Linked DNA regions of Mus musculus: all the other regions are linked to region 1. Evidence: chromatin contacts called from public HiChIP or PLAC-seq data. All regions are on one chromosome and are shown on one strand. Each heading gives the region's core, a stretch centred on a gene start, on an enhancer-like site or on the middle of the called end of the contact. The rest is flanking DNA. Distances are from core to core; before and after follow the strand shown. Region 1 overlaps Trio (triple functional domain (PTPRF interacting)). Region 2 overlaps Ank (progressive ankylosis). Region 3 overlaps Ank (progressive ankylosis).

Region 1 (2,700 bases), core at 46-2,545:
TGTGGCTGGCTCCAGTGGGAGGTGTACCACCAAGCCAAGGGTTATCAGGCTGGTCTCCAGGCCATAAACTCCACCCGCAGACACCACCTTACCTCAATCGCATGCTGGAACTGCTCGTGTTCTCGCTGCAGCTGCTCGGCTTCCTGCAGCGAGCTGGCCGTGATGAGCCCAGCATTTAGCATGGACTCTCCATTTCGGATCCAGCCCAGCACCTGAAAACGGGGCAGAAGGCAGCTCTAAGCAGTGGTCCTTCTAGCGCCCTGCAAGGTTCCTGGGATGGGGGTGGGTCTACAAAGCGGTCCACAGTGGTTCTCAACCTGTGGGTTGCCACCCCTTTGGGGTCAAATGACCCTTTCACATGGGGTAAACTTAACCACCGAGGGGAAAAACAGATATTTACATTATGATTCATAATAGTAACAAAACTAGCAATAGAAATAATTTTACGGTTGGGGAATCACCACAACATGGGGAACTCTATTAAAGAGATCAGGAAGGTTGAGGAGAGCTGGCCTAGAGGTCCTGGTAAGGAGACAGCCCTGACTTCCTTACAATCTTACCAACAGAGCCTACAATCCCCACAGGGCTCTCACCACAGACACTGCCACAAGGGCACAGAAGGTCTGGGTTGTTTTTTTTTTTTTTTTTAAGATGGTGGAGGGAACGGGCTATGAGAACACAGACCAAGACTGTTCCATGTTATAAAGCAAACTTGTTCACTGAATGAGTTCCCTGACACTTGAGGGAAGTCCTGCTACTTCCTGTCCAGACTCTCACCTAACCCATAGTAAACTGGCCACTTACTTAGTCAGAGCAACTCCTTTGTTTCACTGACTTTCCAAGGACGATCAGTGTTAAATGACACTATAGCCCAGGTGTGAAATAGATTCCTCCACAATGCTCAGAGGCCAAACCAAGGGACTCAAGTGTACACACTACAGGGGTGTAGGCAAGCCTGTAGGACAGTCTTAATCAATGATGATGGGGAAGGCCCAGCCCGCTGTGGGTGGGACCACCGCTGGGAAGGTAGCCCTGGGGAGCAAGCCAGTGAGCAGCACCCCTCCACGGCCTCTCACAGGCTCCTGCTTCTATGTTCCTGTACTGCCGAGTTCCTGCCCTCACTGCTTTTCATGACGAGCTGTTGTATGGAACTCTGAGTGAAACAAGCCCTTTCCTCCTCAAGCTGCTTTCAGTCATGGTGTTTCATCTCAGCAATGGTAATCACAGGCTGTGGCTGGCTCCAGCGGGAGGTTGTGGGACACCAGCCACAATCTCAGCCTGGTGTGTCATAGGGCCATGGGGTGAGTAAACACCACGGCTGACTCATTACAGGGGTAGAATGGCTTCTGAAAGCCATCTTCACAGTCTAAGCAAAGACAGCCTGTAAGGTGTATAACTACATCAGTCCTTAAATAAGTGGTTTTTCTTGAGGGAAGAAGAAATGCTCACAGGTTACAACACTGTGTCTCCTTTAAATGTACAATACTAGTGACACTAATGCTACACAAGAGAATAGCAGCCCCCATCCCCATCACCTGTGGTGCCAGGAGCATGTGCTCTTCTGTGAACACAGCCTGTGTCTGCACCACAGCAGGCCGTGGCTGAGGCTCCTGGCACTTCCTTCAACAAGGCCAGGGCTGGCTTTCTGTGCAATGGACAGAATCTAACAGCCTCACTCCTCCATCTAGACCCTCCATCAGGGAGCGCTCCTTTATCCCCACCACGGGACACAGTGTGATATCTATACTTGACTCTAGTGGTATTGAATCCATTTGTCTCAGCTTCGCCCTAAATGTGACATTCTATATAGTATGCAGCTAACTCAAGAAAAGCCTAGACTTGCAGTCTGCAGATATGTCCAGATTAATAAACATTTAGGGGGAAAATCATGCATTTCCTTAGCCTAGGAAGTAATATGCTTTAAGCAAGGGACCACCAAGTAGGAAAGGATAGGCAGGGACAACACACTCAAGAGCTATGGCTGCTGAGCGGGCAGCTCTTCCACTCCAGCTGGCCATCCACGGAGGGGTGGGCTTCATTTCTACCATGAGATGCTGTCCAAGGGCAAGAACAACCTTACACAGCGGGACATGGTAAATTCTCCCCGAGGCCAACCGGTCAAGAATTCCCATCATTCCTCAGTGTCACGCACCTGCTTCACTTCCGCCTGCAGGTGGCGCAACTGCACACACTGCTCCAAGTGTTTCCGATGCTGCTCAGCTGCCAAATCCAACTCCTGCTGCTTCTCATGAAGAAACTCCAGGAGGTCCTGAACCCGAGTGGCCATGTCCACATCTCTGTCACAAAGCAGCTCCACACCTGTGAACAGTCGTAGGCGACCGGTATTCAACTCACACCATCGGTCAGCGTCTCTTGCCCAATGCACTACCCAGTGTGGCTTGTGAAAAAGGCGCCACAGGGGGCCACCTGCACTAGCAGCCCAGTTCAGGGAGACCCAGGCCAGCAGAGATGTTTCTATACACATATCCAGCGGGCCAGGGCGTGAAAGGGTGCACAGCTGAGCTGACCCTCTGGGACTTAGTGACAGGGTAGCAGCTTTTAGAAATGAGCAAGTGGCTCAGCCTTCAGGAAACATTTAATTTACTCCATGTAAAGCGGCTAATGCAAGCAGGATGTTGCTGGGGAATCACTGGATACATTTAATATTGAGGTTTACAGCGACATCTGCTGGACACTGAA
Region 2 (2,700 bases), core at 166-2,665, 320 kb before region 1:
GCAGCCTTGAGAGATTATGCTTCTGGCTAAGGCTCTATTTCCCACCTTTCACCGGAGCCGAGGCTTTTCAGAAGGATGAAATTAAATGTGGTAACTCCTGAGAAATGCCCAGCCAGACCCCCGAGCATCCAGATACTCATCAGCAGTGGCGTCTCCCTACAATTCTTTTAAGGCTTGTTTTTTATTCCTGCTTAGCAGTTCCTTTAAAATACAATTTACAAAGGGATAGAAAGGCCGGTGAGGAGGTGACTTGGTCTTGTTCCAGGTGTATTTTAAGGCTGTATCCTTTTTGCAAAGTTTACAGCCAATGTCAACAAGTACTTGGTTTGTCTAATCTTTCTGTGGTTTGCATAGAAGGTAGATTGGATGTTTTTCAAAGTTGGGACTTCCTGTTTTTCCTCATCCCTGTTTTTCTCTGCGAATTCTTCAGTTTTTGCACCACCCAAGAAAACACTCAATGCAGAGTCATATGAGACAAGACTCCCGGTTCATACATTTTTGTGGGGATTGAAAACTAGATGATAAGAGAGCTTGTTGCTTGTTGTATTCTGTTTACTGTGCTTCCATCTTCAAATGAAAGCAAATATCTAGGGGGAGACAGTTTTGTTCTGTAAATTTAGAACTATAGGAGAACCTGGTGCATTTGAGCTTTCACAATCTGCTGGATCCTATATTATGGACCTGGAGGTTACCAGTGGTGGTGCCCACTAGTTACCCCGTGCTAGGGAGGCAAATGTCCCTAGGGTTCACTGGCCAGCCATTCTAGTTGAAAGGGTGAAATCCAGGCATAGGAAGAGACTGTTTCCCAAAACAGAGTGGAGAGTGATAGAGAAGACGCCTAAAGCCAACCTCTGGCCTCCACATGAACACGTACAAGCAAAGCCAAAGCCCCTCCCCCACCACACATATCCACCCCCTACACACACACCTTTTTATAGGGTGAGCAGTGCTTAAAGAATGATGCATGCAAGTTGGCCACTGGCCTCCACATACACATGTACACACATTCACAGATATATGCACATACATGTACCTGCACATATAGGACACACACACAGAAGGAGTTGTGAAGGCCAAATAGTGCATACATAGCTTAGAAACAAGGTTCTTTCAGCCTTTCAGTCCCAGGACTATGGAATACAACACGAGTCTGAGTAATTGTCCCGAACCTGAATGTCATCAGAGGCTATTACGTTTCCTTTAAAAGCTACAATTAAGCCATAGAAGGCTCTAGAGCAATGCTAGTTAAACCGTGTCAACACTGAGTTGGAATGCTTCTTGCATTTAGAATAAATACTGTTTTATGTATATAATACCAGATGGATTGAGATTTGGTCACACCCATATAGCCCCAGTGACCTCTTAAAGCATGACACACTCTTTTTGTCTGCACAGCTGCACTGGGCACACATTCCATTAGACCATTGTTCTAAGGGCTTATCCTGGCCATCTCGGTCATTGAGAGCTACAGTCATGGCTGTGGGTCTCCTCTAGCTATCCCGCCCACATCTGTCTGTTTGACCAATGCTTGTCCCTCTTGTGTATTTTCCTCTGCCCTTTCCCGGGCTTCTTATCATCAGTTCACTGAGTCTGTCCTCCTTAGTTTCTTACAGACATGCTGTGCTCCTTCCTGGCTCTCACGTTTGCTAGATCTATAAAGAAATGCACAGAACGAACGGGGTGAGTTGTGGTGCATGTCTGCAATACCAGCACTCCTGAAGTAGCAGCAGAAGGATCAGGGACTCAGGGTCATCTTTGGCTGCAGAGAGAAGTTCAGGGCCAGCTTGGGGCACATATCTCAACACCAATTAGCCAGCCAGCCAATCAACCAGCCAACCAACCAGCCAGCCAACCAGCCAGCCAGCCAACCAGCCAATCAACCAACCAACCAACCAACCAAAGAAAGATGCATATAAATTTAGTGTGTACAGTATACCTTCCTGGCTCCCAGCTCATGTACATGGTGCATTGGCCTAAAAAGTTACTATGTTCACTGTCTGAGGCAAATGTGATTCTGATGCTAGACAGATAGGCCTAGTCTTTAAGTATAGCTGAATGAATGAAATACTTCTATGAGTAATTCAAATTTGCCAGCAGTTGCTATGGCGGGAGCTGTTGTGGGGCACTAGTTGGTTAGAGGGGTTACAGGGAGAACAACTTGGCTGTGTTCTCAGAAGATCGGCAGAAGGTAGGAGGAAGCCACCCACTGCTCCTCAGATAAGCAGGGAGACAAGTGAGGATCTTCAAAGAGTGGGCTTCATAGATTGATTTTATTTATTTGTTTGGTGGTGATGTTTTCCATCAGTTTATGTACATTCATGCTTTAGTTTGAGAAGGCATCTTATTCTGTAGCCCAGGCTAGCCTTGAGCTCGCAGCAATCCCTCTGCCTCTCAAATGCTGCTATTGCAGGTACAGGGCACCATACCTAGCTTTGGTATGTGCTTTTGTAAACAGTCTCACTGTAACCTGGGCCAGTTTGCAAAACTCACTAAGTGGTCCAGGCTGGCCTCGAACTCACGGCAGTCATCCTGCCTCTCAAGTGCTGGAATGACATGCATGAGCCATCACACCTGGCTTCCCACAGTGTTCATGCAGGCAATACTGATAGTTCTGTAAAAGCTTTTAGGATCCTAGGAAGCCTTTATTGACTTGCAGACTGGCTAAGAGGCCTTTGTGCTCTAGAGACTCCAGGCCAGTTG
Region 3 (2,700 bases), core at 59-2,558, 340 kb before region 1:
GCACTTGTTGTTCTTCCAGAGGACTTGAGTTCAGTTCCCAGCACCCATGTCAGGCAGTTCACAACCGGCTGTGACTCCAGCTCTAGTGGATCCAAACGGTCTATTCTGTCTGCGGGAACCTTAACTCACATTTGCGTACTCACATGCAAATACATACACCTACCCACCATTAAAAATAATACTAAAAGTAAATCTAAAAAAGAAAAAGGGATGAAAATGACATGGAAGCAGAAGCTGGCAGAGAGCCCACTGTTGGGTTCCCGACTGGAGAAAGTTTAAAGTTTGCTGTGGCCATGCTTTCTTTTACAGTCAGGTTACCTTCTTTGGGACGTGTCATTGGGTGATGTGGTCATTGTACAGACATCAGCTTGTACCTGGGCACACCTAGGTAGTACAGCTTCCTATATAGCTAGGAATTGTGTCACCCAGCCTTCTACATACGCAGGCCTTTTTCCCTAGGAAAATGTGTTATGAGGCTCGTGACCATATGGAAAACATTTAGAATATCTGGCACAAGGTTAAAGGTGTTCCTGTTACTAAAATATACTTAAGTCATGTTCTTCCCATATAAAGGAAGGAATGAGGAACGACAGGGACTCTGTAGATCTATGTGTATCCTGGCGGAGCACACAATGCTTACCTCTTACCATTTGTCTTTCTCATTTGTGCCACAGCTCTTGTCCATGAAGTGACAGGGCCCCACACATACATCCAGGGTTTTTAATCCCCCTGAACAGTTCTGCTATGTTCTGGGCCTCTGAGCCTTTCATCAGCCAGCTAGCAGGCTAGAGAAAAGTAAACTTACTTGCCTTCTGTTTTCTATATAGACTAAATCCAGACATAGGGGAGAACTGACACTACAGGCTGTTGGTGCTGCCCAGAACAGCACCTTAGTTAGTTTGTCATGGGCTGAGTGGTTTGCCCAGAAAGCATGAACCTCATGTGCATGGAAAAACACTTACCAGTGTGGACCTTATCATTTGGGTTTCTCTCATTTGCTTATCAGGCTAACCAAGTGCACTCTCAGTCAGTCTGCACAATTGGCCTCAGTGTCTCACCCTCTGCTGTTAATAATTAAGGTCTCTTACATGGACCTACAGTTAGTATTCTGGTCACATATGTTAATTAACCTGATGGCACTGGCATTTGAAGTGCAAATATTTTTTGAAAAAAAAAAAGATAAAAATATGTCAGTCCCCTGAGGATGACTGACCTTTGAATCAGGCGTTTCTTTAGGATGAGTCAGCTCAGTGCAGATAGGATCTGTCCCACAGATTCAGGGGGCTAAGAACTGTTTGGAAAGCACTGAGATTTACCATAGAGGTCGGATGGATGGGGCCCCTCTGTGTACAAAGGGCAGTGAGCGGAGTGGCTGGAATTGCTGAGTCAGTAGACTTGGTGTGCCAGCATCTGCGTGAGCTCTTAGAGCAAGCCACAGGACTCTTAAGGGTAGCCTAGATGTTTGCAGCCTCACCTGCCACAATCAACCCGACAGCTTGGCCTTCTCTATAATGGCAGCCAAACAAGGAAAGCACCTTGATCTTTGCTCTGTGGTCATCTGTTTCCCGTTTGGGCTTTATGGAAGCATCTGAAACAGGCAAGCTGTCTATGTGCCTGTGACTGACAGCTGTTAATGACATGCCTGCCCACTCCAGGTTCATCTTTGAGATGAGACAGAGTCTCTACTTGTAGCTTCCAGTTGGCCTCCAGCTCATTATGTAGGCTTACACCGCTCTTCCTCTCTCACCTTTGAGTGCTGCGGTACAGGCGTGCCCCACCATGCCGGGCTTTGCCCATGTGTTCTTTGTCACCTGTGTTTTTCAGCGTAGCCTTCCCTGAGTTGTGGAGGTGAGGGTACTCAGCTTTCATGGTTAGAAACTAGAGGCTTGGGACGCTAATCTAATCTTTGTCGGGCTAAGCTGAGGAGCCAGGGGAAGAAAACAGAAGCATCCAGGGCCAGTTCTTGTCTGGAGCAGCAATTCAGAACAGACCTTGGACTTGAGACTGCCTTCTTAGGAGCCAAGGAGCCTTTTATAACATATCAAGGATTACCCGATCTCAACGCTGCACGGCTCTTTTTGTATTTATTAACTCACGGGGTTTGGAAATGACCGTCCCTTTCCATGTTATAGTATACCGGTAGTTCCTCATTGCACACACTGGAAGGAAGGATCTTGTCTGGGTTCTCTGGCATAAAGGGCAGTTGCAGTTTGGAACTACTGTGGACGTGCACTATCAGACCTATTTGATTCAAATGTAGCTTAATCTCAAGATTAAAAGTGAAATTACTTCTCATATCTCTATTACTGCCTGGGGGCTGGGGGGGTGGGGGGAGACAATTTGGTATCTAATGCCCTTTAGGCTTCTAGTTCGGTTTTGACTTTGATTTCCAAGCTGAACTGAGTTGTGTGTCTATAACAGACGTCATTTCTAGGCTAGATGCACTTGATAACCCCACTCTTCCTTCTCCTCCTTTGCTTCTAATAAGGAATCTAGAAAGGAAGCAGACTTGGAGTTCGGATAAAGTGCTTTTCATACAAGCATGAGGATCAGGGTTCAAATCCCCAGAACCCTGTTAAAAAGCCATCTGCTATGGCAAAGAGAGGCCTGTGGATCAGGCCAGTTAACCTGGCTTTCACAGCACTGACCAAGAGACCATGTCTCTGACTAGGTTGGAGGTAAAGTTTGAGACCCATAGTT

The links. HiChIP or PLAC-seq counts read pairs in DNA pulled down with a chosen protein or histone mark.
Region 2: a contact with region 1 is called in an HNF4G HiChIP or PLAC-seq map of pancreatic cancer cells. The contact joins two enhancer-like sites. A contact is called at or near these places in 1 of 115 datasets of contacts at active chromatin or transcription factors (pancreatic cancer cells) and 1 of 9 other capture datasets (adipose tissue).
Region 3: a contact with region 1 is called in a FOXA1 HiChIP or PLAC-seq map of pancreatic cancer cells. The contact joins two enhancer-like sites. A contact is called at or near these places in 2 of 115 datasets of contacts at active chromatin or transcription factors (embryonic stem cells and pancreatic cancer cells).

What each region holds. Positions count from the first base shown.
Region 1 is chr15:27,848,841-27,851,540 of GRCm38.p6, forward strand. Trio (triple functional domain (PTPRF interacting)) reads right to left here. Exons shown (of 57, transcript NM_001081302.1): 15 at 2,153-2,319; 16 at 93-212. Among named protein-coding and RNA genes, the nearest start is that of Gm29975, 140 kb to the right of the region's middle. Within about 2 kb of position 1,296, at least 58 of the 459 cell types and tissues checked have an H3K27ac peak or open chromatin away from gene starts, as enhancers often do. A contact at or near this core is called in pancreatic cancer cells, where this site is marked.
Region 2 is chr15:27,528,771-27,531,470 of GRCm38.p6, forward strand. The region is part of intron 1 of Ank (progressive ankylosis); the gene reads left to right. Among named protein-coding and RNA genes, the nearest start is that of Gm29901, 8.6 kb to the left of the region's middle. Within about 2 kb of position 1,416, at least 42 of the 459 cell types and tissues checked have an H3K27ac peak or open chromatin away from gene starts, as enhancers often do. A contact at or near this core is called in pancreatic cancer cells, where this site is marked.
Region 3 is chr15:27,505,338-27,508,037 of GRCm38.p6, forward strand. The region is part of intron 1 of Ank (progressive ankylosis); the gene reads left to right. Among named protein-coding and RNA genes, the nearest start is that of Gm29901, 15 kb to the right of the region's middle. Within about 2 kb of position 1,309, at least 58 of the 459 cell types and tissues checked have an H3K27ac peak or open chromatin away from gene starts, as enhancers often do. A contact at or near this core is called in pancreatic cancer cells, where this site is marked.